Linked DNA regions of Rattus norvegicus: regions 1, 2 and 3 are each linked to region 4. The links are chromatin contacts, called in public Hi-C maps. All regions are on one chromosome and are shown on one strand. The core of a region is the stretch at or near the end of the contact, and the rest is flanking DNA. Distances in the headings are between cores, read along the strand shown. Region 1 has its middle 130 kb from the start of Phlda1. Region 2 has its middle 110 kb from the start of Phlda1. Region 3 has its middle 44 kb from the start of Phlda1. Region 4 has its middle 50 kb from the start of Krr1.

Region 1 (5,324 bases), core at 233-2,732, 330 kb before region 4:
ATGAGAGACTTCATATATATATGCTACACCCCTCTTCTGGTTGTATTGGCAGGCTGCTTTTCACTCTTTGGGCATCTACTCACACTGTGTCTCTCCAGTATTGTACCTGCTACCTTGTGCTCCAACACTAGACCCTAGTTAAAGCTTCTCTTAAGTGGTCTTTTCTTTTACTGCTCCAGACATATCCGGAAACAGTGCAGAAGCAACAGAAGAATGTCAGAGATCAGCCAGAGGCAGCAACTTGAGGCTCTGGGCACTGGAAGAGGGCCACAGAGCGTCTAAGGGTTCAGAACCATGGGTCTGCGAATGAGAATTTCTGGAAAGAAGCTCTGTCTGTAGAGACTGGTTGATTGACTGGAACTACAGTACCTTGGAGGGGTTGGAATGTTGCAGGTCCAGAGGCTAATTACCTTATTTGGAGCTAGTTCCAGGCTTCCTAAATGACCGTTTCTTGCTCACGCCCCGAGTCAGAACTAACATCTTGTGACTAATAGATAAAACCCTTTTGAAATCTCTTAACTTAGCAACCTGATAGCTTCCACCAACCCAACAGCTAAGAATGTTCTCAGATAGCATCTTGGACCCATAGGCAAGCTTTGCCCTTCTTGCTGTATCTCCCTCTGATGTACCCACCAATGTGTTTTAAATTTGCCTCCGTTTATGACTTCTGTAAAACTATAAAACGTCATGATGGAACATGGAATTTGGGGTAACCTAAATCTTTGTTTTTAGCCCATGGTCACACAAAATGGCTCCAGAATGAACTATTTCATTCCCTTTAAGATAAGAGATATTGTTGTTTTCATCAACAGGTTCTAACACCTGAAATTTGTGAGCCCCACAGTCCTATTTGTAATAAGCCTCTCATCTGAACAGAGGGAGCTAGGTCTCTGGGTTTTAAAACGTGAGGCAACAAGTCTGGTTCTCAGGGCCCAGAATCATAAAACTCTGCCTTTGAAACTCAAAGCGTGTTCTGGACACAGCACCTGGAAAGCTACAGGTCTTTGGTTTTTAAAATGTGTAGCCACCAGTCTCAATTCTCAGGGCTGAGAGCTATTAGTCATTGGGTTTAAAAGTCAAGCCCATAGCTTCTGGTATTCAGGAATGCCAACCCTGAAAAAGCATTCCCTAGTCTGTGATTTCTATAGAAATAGAGCAAGAGGGCCCTTAGCCAGCTCTTGTGAAGAGATGTCCTAGAAGAGGTCTATGAGTGTGCTTCACGGACACCTGGCAGAGGACCCTGGTAAGTGAGGACAGGAGTGTGCTTGCCATGTCTGGGATAAGAAGGAAGCTTGTTACACTGAGTCATCATGACTGGTGGGGATGGTGGTGCAGAAGAGAAAAGAAGTTGTGGGGTGGATCAGGAAGGATCTTGTAGATTCTTGTAAGAAATTCTACTTTGGCGCTGAGTAAGAAGGCAAACCATTTGTGGCTTTTGATCAGAAGAGTGACATCATCTGGCTTTTGAAAGGACCAGTCTGATGACTAAGTTGGAGAAAAGCTTAGAGATGCATGTGTGGAAGAAGGGTATTTACTTGGGAATCAAGTACAGTAGGAAGGTCAGGGGTGACAAGGTCTTGCACCAGGGTGGTCATGGTTACCAGAGAGGTCATGATAGGATGTGAGAAATCTGGAAGTCTGCTTCCAGACTAAGGTTTCTAGTGTGAGAGAGATGGGGAAGAGATGAGGTATGAGACAGCCTCTCATTGAGATGAAGAAGCCCTCTGAGGGGCAGACTTGGGTTGATGTTAGGACACAGAGTCTGACATGATGATGGTGAATCTAAGAGGGGATTGTTCAATCTCAAGGAGACCAGAGACAAATGGCTACTGAGGTGTCTGTTGAAAGCATCAAAGCAGACTCTGGTATGCTGGTCATTGCCTACTCACAAGTACCTGTTACAAAGTCATCCTCTACTCTAAACCTCTCTCTGCCCCCTTCCCTCCACTCCCCTCCCGCCCCCTTCCATTCACTTCCCCCAGCTTCTCTTTCCTATATAACCTCAGTCATTTTAGTTATGAGCCCTCTTGCCCTCAGGGTTTTCATATGAGCTTTTTTGCTCCTGATTCCTCTCTTGGCTTCCTCCTGTCACCTGTCACCTGTCGCCTGTCACCTGCCTCCTATCTTCTCTTCCTCTACCCTAAACCCTCTTTATGGTTCAATTTATTCTGCTGGACTGGTTTAGCCTGGACCCTTCCAGATGCCTCTGGCTGTGCTCTCCCTCATATGTACAATAAAACCTTCTCCCTCAACCACACGTGGGAGCGGTCATGTCCCCATTTTTCATTCATCGCTGACAAAGATAGAGCAGTGTGGACCTCAGGGGAGATACTGGGGCTGACAAGCTTAATTCGAGAGCTTTAGTGTATAAGGACAGCGGGCAGAGAGGAGCAGAACAGAGCACCAAGGCATTGTAGAATAAAGTCCTTCAGGCAAGACAGATGCCATCTTCATTGCACCACTTGAGCCGACCAATAAAAAGACCAGCTAGAGAAATGGTTCTCAACCCGTGGGTCGAGACCCACTTGTAGTCAGCATATAAGATGTTTACAGAACAATTCATAACACTCACAAACTTACTGTTATGAAGTAAAAACGATTAACTTTATTCGTTGGGGGCATCTCCACAACACAAGGAACTGAATTAAAGGGTCGCAGCATTAGGAAGATTGAAGACCACTGATCTGGAGCTAGCCTGCTGACAGTTGATTCTCCTCGAGAGAAGAAGGTGGTGGGGAGGATCTGTCCCCCACCTGAGATCCTATCCGTTTCCACTTGCTACTCCAATCCATCTGCAAAAATTTTTCTCTAATTGCATGTGACTTCAGGGTCAAGGAAGCTGGAGGTTATATAGACTGGGCAAGATTAACCAAGGGGGTGGGAACTCTGTTTCTGTGGCTGTGAGAAGTCATTTTCTATACTGGGTGAAGGATTTCCAGTTTGACTGATCTGGGGTCTTCTATGCTTCTGTAAGTAGTCCCTGAACACATGCACTGAAGGGTGTAAGTCTAAGAAACTCATTGGTTCCTCAGGGCTAACTTAATGGAATTATACTCTTGGCTGTTGCTTGAAAGAAGACGGTAGACCCCGTTTAAGTCTCTTTAGGGATGGGATTCTCATGAGATGCAAGGAAACAGCAGACTGGTATAAATGTAAACGTTTCTGTGGCTTAAAGCTTTGATCTGGGGGTGGGGAGCAAAGTGAACATTAGGTAAAGAAAAATGTCAATGACTAAGGAGAGTCAGCTGATGTCAGCTGAAGACCATCAGGCCCATATATGGGGGACAGGTGACCAGTGACACAGCTCCTGTGAAGGCTCAGATCAAGGGAACACTTGTGATTTGTATCCAAAATGTATGCCTGCTTTTCTGAGGCAGCCATGGAATGGTTAGGTAAAGTATCTCACAGCTCTGAACCGCAAAGCTCCTCTTGTTTCCCTCCGTCAGCTCCAGCTCTAGCCATGGCAAACTTCTCCACCTTCAGCTTTAGTGTATGAGACAATGCCTTGCTATGGAGCTCTGGATGGCCTGGAACTCACTGCACATCTAAGCTGGTCTTGGGCTCTTAGCAATGTTTTTCTGTCTCAGCCTCCAGAGTTCTGGGATTATAGGTGTGGACCACTGCACACAGCACAGCCTGTTGCAAAGTTCTCTCTCTGTCTCTCTGTCTCTCTGTCTCTCTCCTCCTTCTCCTCCTCCTCCTCCTCCTCCTCCTCCTCCTCCTCCTCCTCCTCCTCCTCCTCCTCCTCCTCCTCCTCCTCCTCCTCCTCCTCCTCCTCCTGCCCTCCTGTTTTTCAAGATACGAGTTTCTTGCTCATTACAGGCTGGCGTGGAGCTCAGAAATCTGTCCACCTCTGCTTCTGCTGGGACTAAAGGTGTGCACCATGGTGCCCGGCTTATTGTGAACAACTTCGAAGTAGAAAACTTGTAGTTTCTTTGGAAATTTAGTTTTGCCAAATGTTGTTTTGCTGGGGCACACAGGTGAAAGGATGTCTTGCTAAAGCAAACACATGAAAGAATGTTTTCCTGAAGCAGACCCAGGTGGAAGGATGCTTGGGTAGAGCAGACATGTGGAAGGCGCTGTGATGAAGGAGTATAAAAAGGACCCACGGACCGTGGGAGACAGCTCTGAGTATTGGCTTGGTTTGTTCTTCGTCATTATTCTCCCCTAATGACACGCGTGTATTGGTCGCCTTACCTAGCTACATACATTTTTTTTTCTTTTTTTCGGAGCTGGGGACCGAACCCAGGGCCTTGCGCTTGCTAGGCAAGTGCTCTACCACTGAGCTAAATCCCCAACCCTGCTACATACATTGTTGAGCTTGTGGTAATGCTGCCATGTAGAGAAACCTGCCCAAGAACTGCTTGTAAGGTTCCTGCAGTAGCTTTCGGATTCCTGGGCCTCACCTCAGGACGGTTAGCAAGCCTGGAAGTTTCGTCAGGACTGAACTATAGCTGCATGATGTCTGCTTGCTGAAAGGACGAGGCTGCAGCTGCTGAATCGTATTTGGTGTTTGCTATGAGACTGAATTGCCGCCAAAGAGCAAGCTCACCCCTAAAGAAGCACGGCTGAACAGGTCCACTTCCCCAGATCCTAACAACTACCTCTTCTGATACCTCTGCTGGGAGGTGGGCTAGAGGACAGGTTGAACCCTTATTAAAAATAGGTTGCAAAACATTTATGCCTACACAACTTCTTGTTCTTTCCTTATAAGTGTGTATTTACTCTGTGCGTGTCAGTGCTTTTCCTGTGTGTGTGTCTGTGCGAGGATGTCAGATCCTCTGGAACTGGAGTTTCAGACAGTCATGAGCCTCCGTGTGGGTGCTAGGAGTTGAACCAGAGTCTTCTGGAAAAGCAGCCAGTGCTCCAGACGGCTTCTGCCATGTCTCCAACCCCATGTTGCAAACTTCTTAAGAGAAAATTCCACACTGGATTTTTTTTTCTGTCTCTCCCTTTTTCTTCCTCCTCCTGTACTTTTCCCATCAGCTTCCTCTCTTCCCCTCTCCCTCTCTTTCCTTTGTACCAGGGCTCAAACCTGGAACCTTGTCTATAGTGGGCAAGCATGAAGGTGTTTGTTCCAACAGTGAGGGTTTTCTTTTTTCTTTTTTTGCTCTGTGTTAATGTAGAATTATTTGAAATAGTAGTAGTAGTAGTAGTAGCAGTAGTAGTAGTAGTAGCAGTAGTAGTAGTAGTAGTAGTAGTAGCAGTAGCAGTAGTAGTAGCAGCAGCAGTAGTAGTAGTAGCAGTAGTAGTAGTAGTAGCAGTAGTAGTAGTAGTAGCAGCAGTAGTAGTAGTAGTAGCAGTAGTAGTAGTAGCAGCAGTAG
Region 2 (5,322 bases), core at 335-2,834, 350 kb before region 4:
GAAAAGGCAGGTACGAATTATAACTGCACTAAAGGGCTCGTCAGATCCAAGTGAGGAGAACCGGGTCTGGGAGAGGGCAAGAACACGGTACAGCTGATGATGAGTCGTCGGGGTACGGAATGGTCTATGCTTGATCCCCAGAGCTCAGGCCAGAGTCTGCTCACTAAGAGTTAAAGAACTGGTTCCCTCACCAGGGACCATTCCTGAGCTCAGCAAACCTGCACAGTGGGACCTGATCTCTACAGGACAGGAGTTCCAGTGGATCTGAGTTACATCGGTGTAACCGCTCAGATCAGGTTGGTAAAAAAACACTAAAACAGTCAAGAGTGAGTTCAAAAGGGAGAAAGCAGACAAGTTTGCGTCTCTCAGATGCTAATGTGGCAATGTTTGTGCTGGGTCTAAGAAGCAATGGACAAAGACCTAGATTCTGTGCTGTGGGCCTTGGTAGACTCTAAAACTTGGACAGCAGTTTACAGAAGGGGCAAACAATATGGATACAGAGGCAATCTCTAAGTCTTACTATGGAGGAAGGAGTTCTCATGGGGTAAGAACTACTCCAACTGTTCCCCTAATGGGCTGGCCAAGGTGTGCCTCAGAGGAGGCACAGTTTTAAGTTTTAACGTTAAAACAAAAAAACAAAACAAAACAAAACAAACAAACCCTGAATCAGATAGGGGTAGCTTCCATTCTCAGGAAGCTGAGGCAAATGGACACTAACATCATTTCAATGAGGGAGATAAATGGGACAATGTACTCCAGGGGGCCTGACTTGCAGTGTGCTGTGTTACTGGTCACAGGAGCTGGAGGTACAAAGTACAGAGGATTGGTATAGGGCTTTTCTCACTTTGGGAATGGGGGTGTGGGGTTTCAAGCCATCTCTGTGAAATTCCACTTGGGAGTGTAAAGGCAAGATCTATGCATCCAAAGGCAAGCCACAGTTGTCGTCTGGACTGGTGTTTGCAGTCCTGGAGCAGGGCCAGCACACCTGCACTGTGAGGTTCCCTCCCACCCTCCCCTCTCCAGGGATCACCCGGGACTTCAGAAGAAGTATTTGTTCTAATCCTTTCTGGAAATGGTCTTTGATATTTTCTTTCTCTCTGTGTGTGATGATCATCCTAGAACCGACCTTTTTTCTTCTTTTCTTTTTTTCCTTTTTGGAGGTCTCTCTCTTTCTCTCTTGCCTGCCAAATACATTAATAGCTTACGTGGGGGTGTGACTCTTGCCAAATCATAGAAATATTTTCTCTTTCGGTTTAACCGTGGACCCAGCTTGCTGGAAGAATGGCCTTTCAAAAGATAAATCTATGAAATTCTGGGGGTAAGATCCTGGATTTGCAAGGGGCATTGTTGTAAATGTCAGTGGCTGGGCTCCCACTGCCCGCTTGAATGGCCACCACTGTCTACCCTCCCTAGCCTGTGGCACTGACTAATTCAGCACACGTGGGCATTCTGCTTTTTCTGTGAATCAGAGTCATGCCCCTCTTCTCTGTCTTCCTTTTTTTTTTTTTTTTCTGTTGTGAACACTTCCCAGTTTTCAAGGTTATGATGAAGTTTAGACTCCTCCCCCTGTTTTCTGGGTTGCTCTGAGCCACCATTTCTATGACTGATCCCTGGAGGGACTAAGAGGGACTGGCAGGAAGATGGTGTGAAAGCAGGTGGGAAAAGGGGGCTGGATGGAGAGAGCGACTTCCCTGGAAAGTTCCTTTCCGTACCACTGGGAGGGAATTGACCCAAAGAACCACAGAAACGAAATAGATCCCAGTAAAAACTAGCATCATGGGCTCGATGTCCTTAACCCACTGAGTCCCCAGGACTCAAGTGCCAATGGTGTTGAGTGGATTGTTCTGGAGTACACTTACAGCCGGAAGTCACCTCTCCTAGCTCTCTTTCTCTTAGGTTCCAAGCACTGCTGGGGTTTTTCTCTTGAGGAAGGGGAGAAGAGGGAAAAGGAGAGCGGCCAAACTTGGGCTTCCTTGGCTATGGCCGCTGTGCCTCTCTTCCAGCTGCAGAGCACTTTGTGAGTGACGAATGATACAGAAACATGCCTCCCGTAGCCAGCTGGCCCTGCACCAGGTCTTTGTAAATACCAGCCAGGGGCAGCATTGGTCTCCAGCCAGGATCCAGGCTGGAGGAGCAAGTCTTAGGTTCTCAGCCCTCACTCGGGGCTCTTCCCAGCTCACAGCTGTGGAAGCTCAGACCGCATTGCTGAAGTCTTCGAAGCCTCCTTTGCGAGGGGTTTTGCAGGCAATGCCTGCCCTGCTCCCACTGCCTGCCTGTGTGTTTGCTTTGGCAGACTCTAGGTACTCCTCTCTCCTGCACTCTCATCTCTTTGATCCTAAGTCCCCTCCTGCTGCTTATTTCTTCTCCCTGGAGGTACAGAACATATGCTTTCTTTGGAAGAAACATCTAGAGGGTGCGTTAAGTCATTTAATGGGTAGGGGGAACCTGTAGATTAACTGAGCCATGTGTCTTAAAATCTCTTGTATCTGTCACTTTGTCAGCCTGGGAAAGACAACTGGCAGGCATGAGAGAATTGGTACAGTAACAGAGTTGGGTCATTGTTTCCTGCTTTGACGATGCCTGTGTTTTCATAGTTTCACAGCTCTGCATTAGAGAGGCAAGCATTTTTTTTAATTATTGATGTATATTACACATTGATAGCCCCCCCCCCATTTTTTTTTAGACAACATTTTGCTATGTAGCTAAGGTTGGCCTCAAACTCAGGATCCTGCCTGAGCCTCCTAAGTACTGGGATTATACGTATGACACCACACCCTTCTAATTGCCTGTGGTTTTTCTATTCATTCTCATTCTCTCTCTCTCTTGGAAGCATCTCATGTGGCTCAGGTTGACTTCAAACTCACTGATGAGCTAAAGATGACCTCAAATGCCCAGTTGGTAATGTGGAGATGAAGGATCCAACCTAGAACCCCGTGCATGTTAAATGAGCTCTAACCACTCAGCTGCACCCTTCGTCTCAATTTTATTTTTTTGGGGGGGGGTGGTTAATGGGCAAAATAATGTTTCCTACAGTAAGTAGACTATTAGATATGATGAAACACAGTGAATCATTTTGGCCAGAAGATGTCTCCATTTATTTCCCCAGGGTTTTGGTTTGGTGGTTTTGGGGTTGGGGTGGGGGTGGGGTAGGATGGAGTAGGGGCTTGGAACAAACAGATGAATTTCTGAGAATGTTTTTGAATTTCAATTTTGGGTGTGTGGGAGAGGTGTGCATGTGCAGACATCATAGGCAAACTCTCAGGAGTCAGTTCTTTCCTTCTACCACATGCTCCCAGGGATTGAACTCAGGTCCTTAGACATGAAGACACATGCTTTTACATGCTGAACTATTTCCCCAGCCCGGGGAAAAATATTTTTTTATAATCCACTTATTTTGAAATGTGCATCAAATCATCATAACAAGGATTTCAAATGTGGGGGTTAGATTTTCACAAAGGAAGAGAGGAACAGGCCTGGGCAGCCTGGCTTCTGGTCCTGCTTTGCCTCTGAGTGACCACAAGACCTTGGGTAGGTATCCTCTTTGTGACTTCTCCTCTCTCCCTGTAAAATGATGGGGAGGCGTGGACCACTGGATAAGGCTCTGGTTTCCTTTCTACCCTTCTGATCTGAAACTCAGTGTCAAAGCTGGGATCCTGGTAGCAAGCCTGGTAGTCTTCCTCAGAGAGTGGTTATATTGTAAGGATCGGTAAGAATGTGTCATGGTCCCCTGTGAGCAGATGGTCTCAAATATGAGTGGGCAGGAGGTGGTAGTCACCAAGTGGCCTGTGCTACCTTGAACTGGGATCCTTCCCAAAAGCTCAAAGTCCCCATCTTGAGCACCTGTATTTGAATATAAGGGCTTTTAAGCTGGGTGCACACCTTTGATCTAAGCACCGATGCAGGCAGACCTCTGAGGCCAACCTGGCTACAGGGCAAGTTCCAGGATGGCTAGGGCTACATAGAGAGGTCCGTCTCAAAAACAAACAAACAAACAAACAAACAAACAAACGAAAGAAAGGACCTGATTGAGTTAAAATGAGGTCATTAGGGTAGACCATAATTCAGTATTATTGTATTATAGAAAAATGGGAAGTCTGGACACAGAGACAGATGAGTGTGCAAAACAAAGGGCTGTGTGAACCTGAGATCTGGTGCAGCCACAAGCCGGGGAACACCAAAGATCGCTAGGAAACCGCAGAAACCAGACGACAGGCAATAGATTCTCCCTTTCAGCCTTCAGAAGGAACTACTTATGGCCTGGTGCGACCTTACCGTCTGAGAACCGTAGGATAGAAGTTTCTATGTTTAAGCCACTCCACTGATGTAACTTTGTCCTGGCAGTCCTGAGCAGTGGGCTTAGCTATGGGAACATCAGTTTATTTGATTCCTCTCTGTCCTATTGGTGGTTTCCTGAGGGGTCAGAGCGATATAGTAATAGGATAGAATAGACTTACCCTTGCTTTGATAGGGAGGGTTAAGATCAAACAAGTTGTGCTCCGTGTCATGGTAAAAACACATCTAGTGGCCTCACCAGTTCGATGCAGTTTCTGTGACAAAACCCATGAAATGAATCTCTCTCCTTCCCCCTCCCTTCACCCCAGCCTCTACGGATGTAGACATTGGCATTGCAGTGTCATAGTTCAAAGCATGAGAGGGTGAGACTACGGGTTGACTTTTTGTGGTTGGGCTTCTTGTTGCAACCACCGCATTGAGAATTCAGATTTATTTGATCTTGGTTGACGTCAGTTTCCTCATTTGTAAAATGGATATCATAATAGTTCCCCATCTCACAGGGTAGCTATGATGACTGAATGACTGAATGACTGAATGGTGGTAGCACAATGATTTAACACTGTGTGGACTTGTGGGCTTATTTGCTGGGTGTCAACTTTCAGAGGTTTCTGAGTTATTCTTAGAAGTAGTGTCCCTCCCAGGCCCAGATTACGAAGCTCACTCTCATGTGCTCTGTCAGGCCGATTGAACTAGGCTCACATTTGCATCTCATGCTTTTTTCTCCCCTCCCCCTCCTCCCCCTCCCTGTTTCCCTTCCCCATTCTCCTCCTTCCCCTCCTCCTCCTTCTCCTCCTCCCCCTCCTCCTCCTTCTCCTCATTCTCCTCCTCCTCTGCCTCTTCCTCTTCTGCCTTCCTCCTCTCCTTCCTTTCTTTTTGTTTTTGAGACAGGGTTTTTCTGTGTAGCCCTCACTGTCCTGGAACTCACTCTGTAGACCAGACTGGCCTCGAACTCAGAGATCCAACTGCCATTGCCTCCTGAGTGCTGGGATTAAAGGCGTGTGCCACCACCACCTCCTTTCTCATGCTTCT
Region 3 (5,266 bases), core at 871-3,370, 420 kb before region 4:
AGCTTATTCAGCAGAAAGTCTTAGAGGCTAAAAACTTTCTAGGCCTAGATTAGATTGTTTGGAGGCTAGAAGCTTCTAGAACTAGGCCTAGGTTGGCAGAAAGAGGTAGTAAGCCTCAGAGACAACAATTATATCAGGTTAATAAGTTACTTTTAATCTGTAGCCTCTAAAAATGGCAATTATCGTAAAACGACTATTTCCTTATTTGAAAATACTGACAGAAATGGGGTAGAAAGTCATAAGGAGGTAGAGGGAGATTACTGGTCTACCTGAATACCAACTGTATAAAAATCACTGAACTGTGAGCTAAGGATTGTGGCAAGACAGAAAGACTGGGTAACTTTATCAGGTTGATGTGAGGGAAGGGAGCCCCTCACTTTCGAGTCGACATAGAAATAATATTTGATCCATATACAGATATTTTATTATAAGGAGGCAACAAATAAAATGTAAAGTTTCAACGTATATGGCCTTGGGTAGACCCTCATCTCATGGCTGTCCCTAGACATTTCCTGGGAATCGCAAACAAAACAGTTAGCTTTGTTTATGGTGAAGAGAGCCTGCTTCCTTGCATCCCCACAATCTAGCCTGTTACCTTATCAACTGTCATCCCGACAGATGCCCCTCAGGAACTTGTGAGTGACCTCCCTTAGGTTTCTTAGCAACCCTTTAAAGATCCTACTTCAAACCCCACCCACATCCTATATATGAATATTAGAAAGAAAATAAAATGTCCCTCTCTTGTCCTAGGTTTGATGTCTGTATTAAGTCATCTTTGTTAAACCTCAGTCCTGCCTCATAGCAGCTGGTGCCGGGTTCTTTTCTGCATGAAGTCATGGATCTTGGGTTTGTCCAAGTTGAGGTCTTTGAGAAGGACCTCCTGTGGCCCCTGGTTGCTGTAATTCTGTCCTGTGACAGGTGGCTGAGGAATTTACATTACCAGCGATGAACGCTGAAGGCAAAAAAACAAAACAACAAAACAAAACAAAACAAAACAAAAAACAACTGATGCCGCCTGCCTGACTGGAACAAACTGTCTCTGTCTTTGTCACTTAAGCTGCTGGGGGAGCGAGAAGAAGAAATGTGGATGTATTCAGTGCAGATCGGAGAAAGGGATGCACGGGGCTTCCTTTTTGAGAAACGGCCGGAGCATTACCCACTCTCCAGTGCCTCTACAAGCACAGAAGGCCGTGAACTGAGCTGAGGGGTTCATGAATGCCCCCCACTCCCACTTCTGTAATTATGAGGAGTATTTTTTTTCCTTGTGAAGCGTGCTGCTTTGAAGGATGGTGTCTTCCTTTTATAATAAGGAGTTTAGGGAGCTAAGCTGCCATCTGCAGACCCAGATGAGGAGGGATGTTACATTAAAAACCTACCTTGGCCTGAGGAAGAACTTTTAAACTCAGACATGTAGTTAACAAAACTCTAAGCTGAAGTGTGAGCAGAGAAGCTGAACGCTCTCACCCCCGCACACTGAACTCAAATAGACTCAAATGCAGGCAGTGAGAAGCACACCGTCAGGTGTCGATTTAAAGCTCAGCCTCTGGTCTTCACTGTCTGTTTACTCTTGGCTCCGTCTGCTATGTTCTTCGGGAAAACTGTATTTTTGCTTTCCTTTTAACATCTGGAATGTTCTCATTCTGCTTTTATTTCAAACTTCAATCACCCCTACACTCGTTAGATTCCTCTTGAGATAACATTCATGCTCCTGCCTTGTGACTGGAAGCTCTCTGCCTTTCCAGAGGAAAGGCTCTGGGATTCCATCTTTTGAATCCGTGAATCACAGAGGCCTTCCCACTTGCACACTGGCGTGAGTGCAGTGGATTTCCTCTAAGCAAGCCAAGCAAATTCTCTAAGTGCCAGATGTAAGATGGGAATTCAAAGGTCACGGTTCTCCTCTGGGCTGCCCCCATTCCCACCCCAGCTAGGAGTGTGAGAAGTTCACATTACTGCACAAGACACCACTGGGCACTGCTGGCTCCCGTCCCTGCCAACCCACAAGCTCTGCTTTCTGTATCAGAAAATGACTGTTTGTATTTGCAACCCCTGAGCTCGGTCTCTCCTGACCCGAGTCTCCAGCTCTTCCAGACCATGAATTTACATCGTTTCTGTGTGTGCCTTGTTTGACTGCCTCTTCTCCAGCCCCGTGAGACAGTCTGTGGGTGGTTCCCCCTCCCAGCTGCCACCCCCATGAAGAATGACAAGGGCAAAGGTCAGAAACTTCTATGATTCATTTCCTCTTTGCTGCACGCAGTGGATAGCTTTCTGGATGAGTCACTCGGATGCCAAGTAGGGGGGTGGGGTGGGGGCTCCTTTCCATGAGCCCCAAGGCTCTGCTATGCCCTCCGTTAGAAGAACAGAGTTCTTAAGAGCCCCTTTCAAATTTTTGTATTTTCCTCTTGTGGTTTCAAAAGATCATCTGTGCCCCCTTTCTCTGCCCGATTTGTAAATGCAGCCTGCTTGCTTGGCTACCTTTTATTATCTAATGTGGTCTCCCTAAATTTTGACTCCAGAATCGCCAGACACTTAAAACATACCTCAAACTTACTCTTATATTAAAATATTTTCCAGGGGCCAGAGGAATAGCTCGGTGAGCCAAGTGCCCATTGCACAAGCGTGAAGACTCGAGTTCAATCCCCAGAACCCATATGAAAAAGCCAGACGTGGTTTGGGTGGTGGCAGAGGTGCACGCCTGTAATCCCAGCTCTCAGGAGGCAGATACGGGTGGATCTCTGAGTTCAAGGCTATCCTGGTCTTCAATGTGAGTTCTAGGACAGCCAGGACTATACAGAGAAACCCTGTCTCTAAAAAACTAAAACAAACAAGCAAAAAGCTCGATGTGCTGCCTGGTTCACACTCGTAATCTCAGTGCCAAGAGATAGAGAAGAGAGAGAGGGATCCCCGGGACTGCTGACCAACCAGCCTACTCTGATCTGTAAGCTACAGGCCAATGAAAACGTTGTCTCATGAAACAGGGTGGGGCTGGAGAGACAGCTCAGCGGTTCTGAGCAAGCGCTTCTCGCTTCTCGTGCAGAGGCGGTAAGTTTAGTTCCCAGCACTGACTTGGGGTGGATCATAGTCGGCTGTAACTTCAGCTAGAGATCCTCTGACACGGCTCTCTAGGTACCTACCTACATATGAACATACTCACACAGAGATGCACACTCGCATAATTAAAAGTCACTGGACATCGGCGGTGTATTCTTTTAATCCCAGCAGTTGGCGTTGGGGACAGAGGCAGAGGCAGGGGGAATCTCTGAGTCCAAGGCCAGTATGGTATGGTCTATAGATCAAGTTCTAGGACAGTTAGGACTATACAGAGTAACCTGTCTCAAAAACAGAACTAAACAACCAAAAAATAAAAATCAAATGAGTCTTGGAAAACAGCAACAACATGGTGAAGGCATTTGAGGAATGACTTGTGAGGATGACACATGAACACATGGGCACACAGGGACGTGGACATGCATGTGCATGCATATGTATACACATTCACACACAAAATAAAATATGCTGTAACCTCATTTAGACGAGACTGTTCAGAGAAGTGTAGTTATGGCTCCTCAAAAATCCACCTTCCAAGGGGCTGGGGATTTAGCTCAGTGGTAGAGCGCTTACCTAGGAAGCGCAAGGCCCTGGGTTCGGTCCCCAGCTCCGAAAAAAAGAACCAAAAAAAAAAAAAATCCACCTTCCAGGGGCTGGAGAGATGGCTCAGTGATTAAGAGCACTGACTGCTCTTCCAAAGGTCCTGAGTTCAAATCCCAGCAACCACATGGTGGCTCGAAACCATCTGTAAAGAGATCCGATGTCCTCTTCTGGTGTATCTGAAGACAGCTGCAGTGTACTTATATATAATAAATGAATAAATCTTTAAAAAAAAAAATCCACCTTCCAGAATGAGAGTCTGGGGACAGCAGACATCACTGCCATAAGATGACATTTAAACACCTTGCACTGATGTCTCTATCAAGGTGTTGTTTCCTCAATGAAGGGAGGTCACTCTTGTTTCCATCTTTAAAAGGTATGAAGTCAAATATCCAAACAGAAAACTAAGTGCATAGTCTAAGAAATAATTATCAACAGAACACCCTCCATCAAGAAATGAAACAGGTCCAGCCCAGAAGTCCCTCCTTTGTTTGCCTTCCAGACCACGCCTTTGCCACCCCTTGGAGTACCCCTATTTGTGGTAGCTACTTCCTTGCTTTTGTGATTGTGTCTGTGTGCTGGGTAATTATTTTTAGGGCAGTATCACCTTTATCTTCTGTGGGTGGCACCGTGTAATTCATTTGTGTTAAGTAATGACCACAGGGACACGGGGCTAGCTCTGTGTGCACCCACTGCTCTTTCTTCATCTCAGAACTGCACAGAGCTGCTAACCCATTCCTAGCCTCTTTCACTAAGTCTTTTCTCTAGTAACGAACTAATAGCACTTGTGCTAAGACATGTTTAGAATGATAACCCTGTGGAGGTGAGACCGTGAACCTTGCAGTGGTCCAAGCATGGCACTTACAGTGACCCAAACATGACAGTGCAGTGGTCCAGGCATGACAGTGCAGTGGTCCAGGCATGACAGTGCAGTGGTCCAGGCATGACAGTGCAATGGTCCAGGCATGACAGTGCAGTGGTCCAGGCATGACAGTGCAGTGGTCCAGGCATGACAGTGCAGTGGTCCTCCTGCAGGCTGCAGTTTCTAGGCTACCAGCACAGTTAAATAGCTCCTGATGGGAAGACTAGGCCAATCCTTATTCTAGGCTCTTTAACTTAGTAGTAAATAGCCCAGCAGTTTCTAAAGTCTACAGAACTCGCTCATGACAAGGGCCTTTCCCTAGTTCCAAGCTCCCCCCAACTTCCTACTTGCTATTTCTGTGTATTTCTTCCGGGGGCTTTTAGATCTTCCTTGATCTGGAATACTCTCTGTTGAACTAGGGAAAGTGGGATGGGGCATAAAACCTCATTCTTAGCATCTTTCACTTCTGTGATTTCCTTTATTTTGTCACAGGCTAACATACATTTGCTCAGGGGCAGACAGCTAACAGTATTTTGTAGATACCAACAATACTTGGTGACTTACTGTCCCTACCATGTAAGTGAGGCCACTGCCACTAAAAACCTTCAGAAACTATTAAAGGCTCATCAAAGGCTTCCTAGACACCAGGAATTCAAAGTTTGAGCTCAAAAACTAAGTGTTCTCTCCCTCTCTCTCTCTCTCCCTCCCTCCTTCCCTCCCTCCTTCTCTATCTGTCTTTCTTTCTTTCTTTCTTTTTTT
Region 4 (5,279 bases), core at 2,256-4,755:
ATTTAGAACATTCCTAAGCTTGCTACAGTTTCAGGATGGCAGAGCTTAAAAGAGGGGATTACATATTTTATTGTAAATTAATCATGACAGGTTTTTTTTTCCCTCATCGGTTGCTAAAGGTTGGAGCAATATGCTTTGTTAATGGTTGCAACAGTCTGCAATTGTTTTCACTTCAGATTGCCACATGCAAGCACCACAGGATCACAGCCTGCAGCTAATACAGCCCCCTGCGCCACACACACCTTCTCTCTCGTCCCCAAATGGGGATGATGTGGCTTAGACGTGGCCTTCTTCCAGATACGTGAAACGTCTTTATTTTACGCTACATTTTCAGAGGAGGCGTTAAAGGCATTCTGAAGGCTTAAAAAACTGCACTTTATAAAGAGAAAGATGGGCAGATAGGAAGGTATGCAGATGAACTGGTAAGAAAGCATGTGTAGAGCAAGCGTAGTGTTGTACAAAACCCGATGCTTTCAGACAGGCGGCTTTGTGAATTTGAGCCCCTTGAGCCTGATCAACATTTAATTACATTAATGACTCCTCCAATACTCATTATCTAGTCCTGTAAGCTATTGGTTGTGATTCAATTTGCCCACCACATATGGGTATGGGTAGTTGAGACGAATTAGTCCAAAACTGGTTGCTTAGGGCCAGTGATTTTCACTCACCTAATTTGTGACTGTAGCCTGTCAATCCATGGAAATTAAGTGCATGGAGGTGGTCTTTTCTAAGACTGAGGTGATTGGCTAACACCCTATGTTGAGAACCCCTTTCCCAGACATCTTGATGGTCAGCAGAGAGCTGGCTGCTGATGTAGCGCCAATGCTCTGCACACTAGAGCACTGAAAGACAGACCGGCTCAACCGCTCCCTTTTATTTTCTCGTTTCAGAGAGAAGATACCCTCCACACACATACCTCACATCTGCTGAATGCTTTCTCCTCGGAACTGTGAAATGAAGTTCACGCAAATTATGTCACCCCAAACATCACTTATTAACTGCTTCCTACAGGAAACAAAGCCAGGAATATGCAGTGGCCTTGAGGTCACCACTCCTCCACCTCTCCTGACCCAGCCACAGTCCTGCAGAACGTAACTCTTATAATTTGTAAAGGTCTTAGCACTGGGAGACAACAATTTATGCTTTTAACTTTAATTGGGAAATTTCACACATATGTGGGTGTATCCTTTTTCATTAATTGTCTTTTTATTGTTTTTCTTTCAATTACAAATACTTTCCATGAAACGTTTTAATTCTAAAAGTCAAGTCTCATATATATGGCTCCCATATTCACCCTCTAAGGTTTCTTGCACCTAAATTTCTTCCATCCCAACGTTTGTTCTCCTTCTTAGCTTCTCCTGCTATTTTACATTTTGCTGATAAGCAGTTTGTGTAATTAATAACCTTATCTCCCCATGTATGAGAAAAACAAATTTAGTGCATTCTAATAAGGAAGCTGGAAGGACAAGGAGACATTTTATTGCCACGTTGACGCTGATAAGAGTAGAAATAAGCTGGTTGCTCAGAGACTCACATAATGAATAGTATTTGTATGCATAGTTCTATTACTTTTGGTGTTAGAGCTTCAATATTTCTTATGAGTATATTTATGAACAGCTACACAGTTTAGAATTCTTTAATACGCCGCTCCCACCGGATAACACACTGGTTCTTAAAAGTCACTTCATCTTTAAGCCTGATCTTAATCTTGTGTTTGTAGTTCTCAAGGCATAGGGGGAGTGCTGTTTTCTGAGCTGCTCGGCGTGGGGGTGGGGATGTAGGAGAGTGGGAGGGGTTCTAGAAAGATCATTAAGGCCTCATCCAGGCATATATTCTATAACTGTAGCTTGTACGCGATTGAAATGGGGGAAAGGTCCTTGTTTTGTTTTTGTTTTTTGTTTTGTTTTTGTTTGTTTGTTTGTTTGTTTTTAAAGCAGAACAAAACCTGAAAGTTTTAAAAGTTTAAGACCCTTTAGAGCATGAATAGTGGGATCTCTAGTATTTGTGGTGAAGTTTTAACATATGCCACGTGACAGCCTCCTCCTTTGAAGTCAGTGAAGCCTGTGAGATCATGATGGACTCATAACAGAAGAAGCTCTGTGAAGAGCGGCCGAGTTGCCTCTGCCCTTATTTCCTGCGCATTGATCCTGTGATGTGAGCACATCTGTTACCTCCTTCTGCAAAGAGAACTGTGTGCCACATGACAGTTAGTCCTGGGCAGAGCCACGCAGGGTCACACAGCTAAGGAGGGCTGGGAAAACAAACCTTGATCTATATGACATTTATCTATCTATCTGTCTATCTGTCTATTTACCGTAAGCTTACTTTCTGCTCTGTCCTTCCAAGTCAAAGGCAGAAGTGAGTGGATAGGACCCACAACAGCTCTCACATTGTAACGTTACCCTCTGACTAGGGGAATTGATGGTAAGGCAGGGGCTAGAATATCTTCTTCCCAATTAACATGCATTTTTTTTCTTAGAGCAAGGGGACCTGTTTGACTGGCTTGGGGATAGAAAAGGCATCCTCTGTTTGGACTGCCTCCGTTTGGACTTCCTCACGCTTCATTTGTGTTGTTGGACATTCTCACTTATCATTAAGACGAGCAAAAGATCAATGTTTACAGCACTCTACCTCGCCCAATGCTGTGCTAGCTTCTCCAATGTTTTCCTATCCTCAATGATGATCATTGAAGTCCATGGGTTGACTTTAGGAAAAGTAAGAAGGTTTGAATCTGGCATTCTTGGAAAAACTCTGGGATCTTTCTCTCCCCTACCCTCTCTGGTTTCCTTTGAAAGGCAGGAGTGTTCAACCAACCCCTCCTGCTCCCTGGACTGTGGGTTGTAATGAGGGTTTAAAGAAACAATGTTTCCAGTTTAGGACTCTAATTAACGATGTTCCTGTTGAAGACTGAAGCAGGTAAACAATGGACTTACAGTCTTTACGATCTATTTTCGAAAACACCTTCAACGCCTCATCCAGTAGTCCTTTCCTTCTTCAAAGAGCAAGATTTAACTCCTTCATATTATTACATAGATGTTGCCTTTGTTTCTGTATGATACAGTGTGTGTGACTGTTACACGCACAAAGGAAGGGGGGAAAAGGTTATTTATTAAATAAGTTATTCATCGTAACAAATTTTAATGATTTTCAGACCAGAGCAACCATTTTTTTTCCTGCTCCTCCATCATAACTTTGACAAATACTTTCTCCTTTAGAGTTTATTATGGAAAGATTTCATTTTTATAAGCACACTTTCTTTCATGGACGCTTTAGTGATTCTGAAAATTAAGTGCTACTGGCATCTCTTGCTCTGAGCTCAGCAAGTGAAGAGAGCGTCATCGTTGAATTCTGCCTCAAGTCAGAGCAAACGCTTTTTGTCCCTCTTTTCTCCAAAGAAATAAAATCTTTATGTGCTCTGTATGTGGGGTAGGAAATAACAAGGAGGTCATTGTTCTCTGTCCCGCCTAACTGCAAGAGTAGACTGTTATTCTTTCAAGCACTGCCCCCTAGTGGTGAAAATTTTTCACGGTTTTAGACTTGGCATCTTAGTTAATTAAGCCTTCCCCTGCCTTGCTCCGTGCTGTTTCTGGAAAGAACCTGACCCTCTTCATCCTGTGTATTAAAATAACTCTTAGAATGAGAATTCCTGACACCATGGGGACTTTTACCTAGCTGTCTCACTGAGCACGGAATAGATGAGAAGAAATAGGTTGTAGCTTCTCACTAGTCCTGGGAGCTCGTGTTAAAGCAAAAGATAATACAAAGGGATAAGAATATTCAAGGAAGAAAGATCCACACCACAGATGAGGCGGAAAGATTATAAGAGCCAGAGGTAAGGAATGAGTCTATGGAAACAGTGTCTTCCAGACACGGCAAGCCCTAATGCACATATGAATTCACAGAAATGGTGGCACTGTGTACACGTCCCATGGTTCAAACCAGACAAAAGTCCCAGCACTGGGAAGGGCAAGTGGCACAAAGTCTCACTGCTAACCGAGAAGCTATTTCTAATGGATACCTGATGGGAAAGGCAAACTTACTGTCTTTAATGGAGTAGCAGTGAGGATATCAACCATACTCCAGGGCAGGAGAAGTTAGTCAGCACAAAACAGTCTCTCTCTCTCTCTCTCTCTCTCTCTCTCTCTCTCTCTCTCTCTCTCTCTCTCTCTCTGTGTGTGTGTGCTTTTTTGTTGTAGTTTAGTTTTCTTGGGTTTATTTTTCTGTTTTTTGGGGGTTTTTTTGCTTTTTTTGTTGTTATGTTGCTGTTTTGAGAGAGAGAGAGAACATGAAGTTGGATGAGTGGGTGAGATGTTGAGGATCAGGGAAAACTCCAGGAAGAGAAGATTATGATATATACATATATGATATATATTCAAAAGAACAAAAATATAGTACCTTAAAATTAAAAGTAATTCGAAGGAATGTAAACAAAGAAGGGCATATTGTTTGCAGTTTTCAAAATTAGCATTTTAAAGGCCACTTTGCTATCTGGACAAACGAACTATTCTGAAATGACTTGCTGTATGAGAAGCAAACAAGGAAACTGCCTTGAATTGCTGTGTCCTCTTTATAATGTCTTCATCATCATCATCATCATCATCATCGCCATCATCATCACCATCATCATCATCGTCAGTATTATTATTGTTGTTGTTGTTGTTGTTGTTATTTTGCCTTTGAGCAGACAGCCTGTTTGAACCTGAGTGAATCGCTCATGTTGGGCAGCCACTCTGTCTGAGGTGATACTCATGGACACTTGTGCCCCCTTTTACTTTTTAATTTTAGGACGGGGTCTCACTAAATTGCTCAGGCTAGTCTTGAACTCACTTTGTCGCCAGACACGTCCTCAACTTATTATTCTCCAGCCTCAGTGTTGAGTAGCTAGAATTAGAACTGTATATTTTTAAGAGACACAGGAAGTTTTGGGTTGCCTTTTCATTATTTGGTCTTTCTAAACAGGTTTCCTTTACTGTAACGTATGGACCTGTCTTAGTTAGGGTTTTACTGCTGTGAACAGACACCATGACCAAGGCAAGTCTTAGAAAGGCAGACACTTCATTGGGGTTGGCTTACAGGTTCAGAGGTTTATTCCATTATCATGGCAAGAAGCATGGCAGTGTGCAGGCTGACATAGTGCTCGAGAAGCAGAGAGTTCTACGTCTTGATATGCAGGCCAGAGTGACGCACTGGGCTTAGCTTGAGCACAGGAGACCTCAGAGCCCACCAGCTCACTGACGCATTTCCTCCAACAAAGCCACACCCACTGCAACAAGACCACA

Evidence for each region. Hi-C and Micro-C count contacts between places; a contact is called where the count stands out from the background.
Region 1: a contact with region 4 is called in a Hi-C map of the A7r5 cell line, with 4 times the contacts expected there. The contact joins two enhancer-like sites. A contact is called at or near these places in 3 of 12 Hi-C or Micro-C datasets (the A7r5 cell line, the Rat2 cell line and mammary epithelial cells).
Region 2: a Hi-C map of Schwann cells shows a contact between it and region 4, with 4 times the contacts expected there. The contact joins two enhancer-like sites. A contact is called at or near these places in 6 of 12 Hi-C or Micro-C datasets (the Rat2 cell line, Schwann cells, hepatocytes and 3 more).
Region 3: a Hi-C map of the A7r5 cell line shows a contact between it and region 4, with 4 times the contacts expected there. The contact joins two enhancer-like sites. A contact is called at or near these places in 4 of 12 Hi-C or Micro-C datasets (the A7r5 cell line, the Rat2 cell line, Schwann cells and 1 more).

Annotation. Positions count from the first base shown.
Region 1 is chr7:48,980,974-48,986,297 of GRCr8, forward strand. No RefSeq gene overlaps it. Among named protein-coding and RNA genes, the nearest start is that of Phlda1, 130 kb to the left of the region's middle. Within about 2 kb of position 1,483, at least 10 of the 93 cell types and tissues checked have an H3K27ac peak or open chromatin away from gene starts, as enhancers often do. A contact at or near this core is called in the A7r5 cell line, where this site is marked.
Region 2 is chr7:48,964,422-48,969,743 of GRCr8, forward strand. No RefSeq gene overlaps it. Among named protein-coding and RNA genes, the nearest start is that of Phlda1, 110 kb to the left of the region's middle. Within about 2 kb of position 1,585, at least 25 of the 93 cell types and tissues checked have an H3K27ac peak or open chromatin away from gene starts, as enhancers often do. A contact at or near this core is called in Schwann cells, where this site is marked.
Region 3 is chr7:48,895,066-48,900,331 of GRCr8, forward strand. No RefSeq gene overlaps it. Among named protein-coding and RNA genes, the nearest start is that of Phlda1, 44 kb to the left of the region's middle. Within about 2 kb of position 2,121, at least 42 of the 93 cell types and tissues checked have an H3K27ac peak or open chromatin away from gene starts, as enhancers often do. A contact at or near this core is called in the A7r5 cell line and Schwann cells, where this site is marked.
Region 4 is chr7:49,309,341-49,314,619 of GRCr8, forward strand. No RefSeq gene overlaps it. Among named protein-coding and RNA genes, the nearest start is that of Krr1, 50 kb to the right of the region's middle. Within about 2 kb of position 3,506, at least 7 of the 93 cell types and tissues checked have an H3K27ac peak or open chromatin away from gene starts, as enhancers often do. A contact at or near this core is called in the A7r5 cell line and Schwann cells, where this site is marked.